Regions from separate parts of the Mus musculus genome. Here region 2 is linked to region 1. The links are chromatin contacts, called in public HiChIP or PLAC-seq maps. All regions are on one chromosome and are shown on one strand. Each heading gives the region's core, a stretch centred on a gene start, on an enhancer-like site or on the middle of the called end of the contact. The rest is flanking DNA. Distances are from core to core; before and after follow the strand shown. Region 1 overlaps Magi1 (membrane associated guanylate kinase, WW and PDZ domain containing 1). Region 2 has its middle 95 kb from the start of Slc25a26.

The links. HiChIP or PLAC-seq counts read pairs in DNA pulled down with a chosen protein or histone mark.
Region 2: a contact with region 1 is called in a FOXA1 HiChIP or PLAC-seq map of pancreatic cancer cells. The contact joins two enhancer-like sites. A contact is called at or near these places in 1 of 15 datasets of contacts at CTCF or cohesin (the NIH/3T3 cell line), 3 of 484 Hi-C or Micro-C datasets (cortical neurons, hematopoietic stem and progenitor cells and stem cell-derived neural stem cells) and 7 of 115 datasets of contacts at active chromatin or transcription factors (the NIH/3T3 cell line, embryonic basal ganglia, embryonic forebrain and 4 more).

What each region holds. Positions count from the first base shown.
Region 1 is chr6:94,099,446-94,103,784 of GRCm38.p6, forward strand. The region is part of intron 1 of Magi1 (membrane associated guanylate kinase, WW and PDZ domain containing 1); the gene reads right to left. Among named protein-coding and RNA genes, the nearest start is that of Gm52867, 130 kb to the right of the region's middle. Within about 2 kb of position 1,991, at least 23 of the 459 cell types and tissues checked have an H3K27ac peak or open chromatin away from gene starts, as enhancers often do. A contact at or near this core is called in the NIH/3T3 cell line and pancreatic cancer cells, where this site is marked.
Region 2 is chr6:94,403,360-94,407,698 of GRCm38.p6, forward strand. No RefSeq gene overlaps it. Among named protein-coding and RNA genes, the nearest start is that of Slc25a26, 95 kb to the right of the region's middle. Within about 2 kb of position 2,247, at least 38 of the 459 cell types and tissues checked have an H3K27ac peak or open chromatin away from gene starts, as enhancers often do. A contact at or near this core is called in the NIH/3T3 cell line and pancreatic cancer cells, where this site is marked.

The DNA of each region.
Region 1 (4,339 bases), core at 741-3,240:
AATCTCATGATTTTGGCTAGGCTGGCGGCTTGCTAGGTTTTCCCTCTACCCTGCAATGTTGAGATTACAGGCACACGCAGCCTTGCCTAGCAGTCTGGGTCCTCATGCTTGCACAGCAAAAGTTCTAACCAACTGTCATCTCCATAGCCCAAGATCATTCCTAATATGCTCTTCATAATTCACGCATCGATTACGGGGCATGGCCACCATCAATATTATATGATTAATACAAAAGAGGTGAAATTAAATTAAATGTGTGGTATAGGCCAAGTGGTGTCTTAATGGGCCCAAAATTATTATACTTCATCTTCAGATAGCTATCATCAACTCCAATGTTTTAAACACATATTAAATGGATCAATGAATAAGTCAATGACAACACATTTAGCCACTATATTTAATAGTATAGCTAATGGGATAATAGCTAAATTATAAGGAATAGGAATATATAAAATACTTAATATATGCAAGGAACAGATGGTTTAGACATAAGTTATAACTTAGAAAAATTAGCAGTACTTCTCACTTTTATTTCAGCAAGAATTCTTATGTAAATAGCATTCCTGCATGCCAGGTTATTACACATCCCTTAATGGGAGCTACAATAATATATGTCACTTGACTAATTTCACACATGTGCACACTTTCCTAAAGCCTACCATAAAATATGCTTTTTAGAAAAAGATGAACTGAATTTGGCAAGTCAGATTTTGGCATGTTCTATGTCAAAATTTAATTACATTTATGGATGTTGAGCAGTATATTACACTTATCTAATTATACATGGGGATTTTTTCCTATAGCTTAAATGACTTCTTATATTCTGAATGGACTTTACAAAAAAAATGGATCATCAGTCTTTAGCTATTACAAATATCATACAGCTGCCTGTCCCAAATATACAACCCTTATTGATAGTTTTACCTTCTATGGTTTCACATAACCATGAACAACCGCAGGGCAAATTGTTGATTAGTAAGTTTGTCAATGAATATTCTGGGTAAGGTGGTAAAGGCTCCTGCCATTTCTATCCATCACACAAATATGAAAATCACCCCTTGCCCAGTGTATCCGGGCTGTACACACTACCTGTGCATGACTCACTCCGTAGCTAAGTCATCAGACTGCCTGTCTCTTGTACTCTCTGAGTAAGTACTGAGTAAGCGCCTAAGACAGCATGGCAATGCTGCGTTGGTCATCCCAACCTAGCTCAACACAGAGGCACTGGTTCACTGAGCATCATGACACGGAAAAGCCTAAACATGACTCCGTACAGGCCACATCCATACCCCTCTCATGTAGTACCTCATTATAATCACTTCAGGTTATTACTGTCAAAATAGTATATATAGGTAGAAAGCAGAAACACCCATGTCTGATGGCTATTCTTGGCAGGGTGGGGGTGGGGGGTCAACATGACAACAGCTGGAATTAACAAAAACCCAAGTAGCTGGGACTTTCCTTAATTAAATCATTTGAAATTGGAAGACCCTCTTTCAATCTTTGGAGGTGGGAAGGACCACCTTAAATTTGGGCCACGTCTTCTGGTGGCAGCCTATAGAAAGGGCAAGCAAGAAGGAAGCACTTGTTCTTTGCCTGCTTGCCCTAGCTATTACATAAGCAAGTTTATTCTTTCACCGACATTAGAGTCTACTTCTCTGGGAGTCCGGCATGTACTGAAGACCAGCTGAGACACCCAGCTTCATGGACTGAATAACTACCACATACTTGGGGTTTGCATTGGTAGACACCCATCGTTGGACTAGCTGGAACAGAGCCTGTAAGACACTCTAATAAATTCCATATACAAACCCCATATACATATTAATTCTATCAGTTCTGTTCCTCTAGAGGACCCTGACTAATGCACCATGGTTTCAGATATCCACAAGGAATCTTGAGTTTTATCTTCCACAGAGAAGGAATGACTGGTGTAAGACTCAAGCCTTGGCAGGGCACCAATCTAAAAGAAAAACAAAAGCTTAGTCTGCTAAATTAAACTCTGGCGGCGAACATCACATTCTTACTGTGGTCTTGGTGAACATGTGTGAAGCCCTGGGCTCAATCCTCGACGCCCCTGTCTCCTGTCCCTTCCCCACCCACCCCTTCTGCAAACAAAGAGAAACAGGACTGGGCTACAGCTCAGAGGGAAAGCACGAGCCTCACCAGCACACATTGTTCAAAGTGGACCTAGCTGCTAGGGCAGGAAGCTTGCTAGACATTTTGGATTTGCCTCATGATTCTAGAGAGGGAGACTCATCTCTAGCACCACAAAAATAAACAGAAACACACAAACAAACAAATCATGTTTCTGGCTTATCCAAATGACAAGTTCACTTAAAAAAATAAAAGTCAGGTCACCCACTGAATCCTGTAAAGAAAGAGGAAAGGTGAACTAGGACCATGGAAATTGGTGGGAAGTGCTCGGACACTGGGTGCTTAGCAGATACGCCCTTTGGGGCATTCATATTCTGCTCAGTGACACCAGACTAAAGAGTGCTGCTCTGGCCCTGGGAAGGACTATTTTTATGACAATAAGGTTGGCTTGCTAATGACATAACAGATGTAAGAGAACAAGACACAACGGTCTAGTGAAAAAGAAAAGCAAATCATAAAATAAATTTGGACTATGATAATAGCTTGAGACAGTCGGTTCTAATGCAGGAGAACACAGCAGTGCCTAATTACTACCTTCTACTTATGCAGAGAGAGGCAAGACACAGAACATTCCAACTTCGGTTGAAAAATAACTAAATCAAATTAGGACGGTCTCTCCACTTTGGTTTTCCTTGATTTGGCACTTTCTAGAATTTTAGTTATGGGAATTGAACTCAGAAACTCACACATTATAAATATGCATTATACCGCTAAACAGTACACCCTCGGGTCTCCATTTCCATTTTAAAAGTAGAATAAAAAAGACACTCAAATCTTTTTAAACACATAATCATCTTTATTACTCCTGTATCTTTCAAAAACTGTGCTAGGCCACAAAACATTAGTTAATAAAAGGGCATATTCCTTTTCTACGGAGTCTTCACAGTACTCTTCTACAGCTAGTTCACATGTCCATCTCAGTTCCACATTACATTCAATTAGTATTCAGCAAGGCTCGATTTGCCAAGCACTGTATTAGGTGCACTGTATTAGGCTTTAATAGTAAGCATAAGTTCCCTAAGTGATGGAACATCTGGATTTAGGACAATCTAAGACATAGCAACTGTAATAAGAAGAGACTTATTACAGAGTGCAGCCATAACACGCAGAAAGGGCAACCAGCTTGGATGAGGGAGGAAGCAACAGCTTTCAGACATAGTAAATCGAGGGTAAAGAGGAGACCTATCCTGGACCAAGAAATGCCATGCATCAAGAGCCTAGCAGGGGCTGAACCCTGCGTGTGGAAGGATCCCTATGTTTAGCTAGCTCAAGGGTTACAGAAAGTCGGTCCGATGAGCCCAGAGAAGCATCGGGCGTCATCACTGAAGAGCTCCTACATCCTATCAAGGAGTTTCAGCTTTTACCAGGAGAAATCTCTGAGGCTCTAGACTTGAGTTTTGAAGGACAGTTGGAGCGCTTTGTAGAGCAGAGATGGCACAGAATGAAGAACGTTCCTGAGAAGCCGTGCAGGTAGCTTCTCCTGCAGCACTGAGCACATAACAGCCATAGTTATAAGAATGCAGGAAGAGGAGCAAAACTCTTCCCAAAGCAACCCTTCTTCTTCACCAGTGGATACTCAGAGTCTACACTATGCACCAGCACTGCCTGGGTACTAGGGATGTCTCAGGAAGTATGCATTCTGGGTGACAGGCCATCCTTGGCAGGCTCCCTCCCAAGAGTCACCACAGAGACACAGCAGACTGGCTCTACAAGTTCAGAGGCCCAATCTAAATCTTATCTTTTAACAGAAGCTGAGGCCTGGAGTGAATAACTTCAGCTTTCTTTATCTCACTGGTAAAAGGGGAAACATTTTAAAATCTACTTTCTAGAATTTTAGTTATGCTCACATATAAACTTTTTTAATATAATGTGAACACATAGCAATCAATGATGTTACTGATCATTACATCAATTCTCTCTAGGTAAATTTAAAAACTAAAAATGTTAATTAAAAGAGGATTAAAAGTTATATGTACCAACTGTCTGTGGAAATCTGAATGTTCACATAATTTTGGGAACCCTTTCTCTGCCTTTTCCTTAAGCTCTTGTGGGATCTTAGAGAAGAGCTGAATATGCGAGCCAGAGCCACAGATGGGCAAATAGCAGGACTTGTTTGCATAGCACATCTGGCTTCCTTCCCAACTCCTCAGGGCCAACAGCCCCTTCATGAGTACTAAAACAA
Region 2 (4,339 bases), core at 997-3,496, 300 kb after region 1:
AAGCAGCACACGCTTGTTCAAGGTCCAGTTTCCTTTTTAAAGCATAGATGCCTTGTCACCTATCCTAAATTTAACTCTTTTTAAAACATAAAACTGTGGGTTGATTAAAACTAACTGTCTCAAAGTGAGTAATTCAGTGGCAGCTGGTTTATTCACTGTGTTGTAGTTACCATATCTACCCAGATGTTTTTACTAACAGATATTGAACTCCATTAGCATTAAACAATGCTGCTTCCTTTCCTCTCCCTCTCTTTCTGTAGCTTTCTGTCTGAAAGGGCCTCACGACGTAGCTCAGCCTAGCCTTGAACTCTCTGATTGCCCTGCCTTTGCCTCCCAGGGTGAAGACTACAAGTACCACTTCCCACTCTTGGCTGCTGGGAGCTGGGAGTCTGTACTCTATCTTTACAGACTTACCCACCACATTGGAAGCATCCAATGTGTAACTCTTTTTCCTTTTCCACTTAGCACAATGTTCTCAAGGTTCAGCTGTGTAGTAGCATGTACCAGGCCTTCATTCTAACAGGACACACTGCCTTAGGGCTTTATGGCTGTGAAGAGATATCATGACCGAGGCAACTTTCATAAAAGACAACATTTAATTGGAGCTGGCTTACAGTTTCAGAAGTCCATTATTGTCATGGTGGGAAGCATGCAGCCTTTGGGCAGACATGGTGCTGGAGATGAAGCTGAGAGTTCTACATCTTAACCAGAAGGCAGCCAGGAGAAGGCTGGAATTCCACACTGGGTGGAAGGCAAGCCTAGGAGACCTCAAAGCCCACCCTCACGTTGACGCACCTCCTCCAACAAGACCACACCTACTCCAATAAGGCCACACCTCCTAATAGTGCTACTTTCCATGGGCCAAGCATATCGAAACCACCACACATGCTGTCTCAAAATGTGATGGGTCACCATTTTAGAAAACTGCAAAGGCAATCAAGGTCCCACCCCTGTTCTCTGAAGTAGTTCATAAGAGTTTTCTGATCCTCCTTTGGAGAAAGGAATAAAATCCTCACTGGACGGGCTGGTTTTGTGTGTCAACTTGACATAAGCTGGAGTTATCACAGAGAAAGGAGCCTCCCTTGAGGAAATGCCTCCATGAGATCCAGCTGTAAGACATTTTCTCAATTAGTGATCAAGGGGGAAGGCCCCTTGTGGGTGGGACCATCTCTGGGCTGGTAGTCTTGGGTTCTATATGAAAGCAAGCTGAGCAAGCCAAGGGAAGCAAGCCAGTAAGAAACATCCCTCCATGGCCTCTGCATCAGCTCCTACTTCCTGACCTGCTTAAATTCCAGTCCTGATTTCCTTTGGTGATGAGCAGCAGTGTGGAAGTGTGAGCTGAATAAACCCTTTCCTCCCCAACTTGCTTCTTGGTCATGATGTTTTGTCCAGGAATAGAAACCCTGACTAAGACCATCAAGTGCCGTGAATGAACAATGAAAACAGCTTAAAGTAGGAGTTTATTTCCCTACATTTAGAGGGTGTAGTCCATCTCAGAGAGGAGAGTGTGACCCAGGAGTGGTACATTCAAGCAGGAAGAGGATCCGAAGCAAAGTCCCTCTGTGTGTTCCCGATGGGATCTAGTTATCTGTATTCTATGTCTAAGTGTAATTTGTAACACCATGCTTCTTGAAGAAAGGACCAAAGGTTTAACCAAAAGGTCTAAGCAAAATTGTCATCTGGTCTTTGGCATGAAACCAGTAAAAGTTCACCTTGGTAGCAGTATCAGAATCTAACTCACAGTTCTTTTTTTTTTTTAAGATTTATTTAATTTATATGTATACTTTATATGTATACTGTACATGAGTACACTGTCGCTGTCTTTAGACACAGCAGAAGAGGACATCGATCTCATTACAGATGGTTGTGAGCCACCATGTGGTTGCTGGGATTTGAACTCAGGACCTCAGGAAGAGCAGTCAGTGCTCTTAACTGCTGAGCCATTTCTCCAGCTCCCTAACTCACAGTTCTTAAGGAGGATGATGACACAGCACACTGCTATTCCCCCAAGCACGTCCTAGATTTTGCCTGGTTTATTCTGCTGCAACAGAGATCATACACTATTTGTCGGCATGGTGAATGGAAGGATGGGTGGATGTGGGGTGTAGAAAGAGTTAGGAAGTATTAAGTTAGGAAGTGACACCCTCATCCCAGGCCTGCCAAGTTGGATCTGCAGAGGATGTGAGCTTCTGAGAGCACCATCCTTGGAATAAAGAGGACCAAACAGAGGCTGAGTCAGAATGAGTCATGTGCCACTCAGATATCCCAGATGCCTCTGAGCCGGAGTAGCCCTACACCGTAATCGCTGCTGGCTGCCTAGGTGTCTCTTAGGCCTTTTAAAACTCTAATAGTCATAAGGTTCTGGGAACTGAAAAAAAGGCGTGGATATCTCTAGACTGCATTTACAAGGACCATATAGGTGAAAGAGTCAAGTGTCTGTCTGCATTGACGGCTCCCTTTGCAACTGCAGAAACCCAGGCCAGAGAAGTAGGCTCTATCTCAGCCAACACTTGCAAAGGTGCTGGCTGAGTCAGAGAGATGAGGCCTGCCAGAAGAAATCCCACAGGCATAACGGTAAAATCAATGCCAGTGCTTGAGAAAATTGAATTCATGAGACCAGAGACTATTAGTGAAAGGTGAAAAATCCATATTTTCCATCTCTTCCCAAAGCAGAGTCACCATCAGTGTAAGATGACCAGTGAGCATTGTTGACAGGAGACAGTGAAGACACCAGATTGCATGAATGGTGGGCATTTGGGAGCCTCCCAATGTTTCTGTGTTAGACTTTTCATTATTTTGAAAAAAAAAAAAAAAGACCAGAGAAAATAAACTTTTAAAAAAGATAAAATGTATTTGGGCTCAAGAGATCTCAGCCTATAGTCACTGCTTTTAAGCCTAAGGCAAGGCAGAGGCTGGCAAGGGCATGGTGGAACGGAGCTAGCTGCTCACTGAGTAATGGCCAGGAAATGTTGCCTGGGTCCAGTAATTTCACCTCTAGGGGTACAATGCGAATGTTCCCCAACCACCCTTCTTAATTATGCCTTAGTTCTGAAAGCCAGCAAGATAACAGAAGTGCAGTGCTAGCCCATCATTACTAGCTACAGTATCCAGGCCGTTTGAGTAAGTGCTTCAGGCCAGTTAAGAACACAGAGGGGGCACAGAGAGGCAAGGGGCTGAGAAGGCACTGACTGCCCCACAGTAGACTCCCTGCTCTCTCCCAAGATCCAAGATCTGACCTTTTAAAGTGCAGTGACCTTTTTCTTTCTTTTCAAGAATATTACTTGAAAATTTTCATAGTAAATACAATGTATCTTGATCAAATTCATGCCCACCCCACCCCTCCGGCTCCTCCATACACTCTATCACTGTTTCCTCCCAACCGTAGTAGCTTTAATGTACTCTGTTGAACTAGAATTACTGAAGCTTCTGGCACCAGACTTGCCCTCCAGTGCCTTCTCATTAAATGGTTTAGCTCCTTCCAACTGCAGGGCCTCCAAACGCAGAGTCCTGTTTTACTATTTTTTGTCACTACCCTCTGCCCCTGGTCAGGAGTAGGTAAAAAGAGGAGTTGGGGACAAGATGTTGATTGCTTCTAAAGGTGTATCCCCACTGATCTACTTCTTCCACCTATACATACCCCCTACCAATTCCAAATAATGCCGGAAGATTATAAATCCATAAATCCATTAATGGATTAATCTATAGATGGAGGCAGAGTCCTCATGACACAATTACTCCCCAGAAGTCTCATCTCTGAGACTAGGTAGATGGCTTAGTAAAGTACTTGCAGTGTAAGCATAAAAACCTGAGTCCAAATTCCCTAGCACCCACATTGAAGGAGGAGGAGGAGGAAGAGGAGGAGAACAAGAACAAGAAAAAGAAGCAGCAGCAACAGCAGCAGCAACAGCAACAACAACAGCAGCAACAGCAACAACAACAGCAGCAACAGCTGGGCACAGCAGCCTATACTTAGAATCCCAGAAATAGGAAGGAACAAGAGGGCCCCTGGAACTCGGTGGCAGTTATTCCAGCTGAATAGATGAGCTCCAGGTTCAAGTGAGAGACCCTGTCTCAAAAAGATAGAGATCGACTGAGGAAGACAGCCAACGTTAACGTCAGGCCTTCACACTCTTGTGTACCCACAACACACCCTGTGAATGCATACCACACATACCTAGCTCTCAACACTGCCTCATTAGGAATCAAGCCTTCGACCTGTAAGTCTGTTTGTTGTGTTGTTGTTGTTGTTTGAGACAGAGTTTCATTATATAGCCCTGGCTGTCTTGGAACTTGCTATATAAACCAGTCTGCCCCTGCCTTTCCAATACTGGGATTAAAG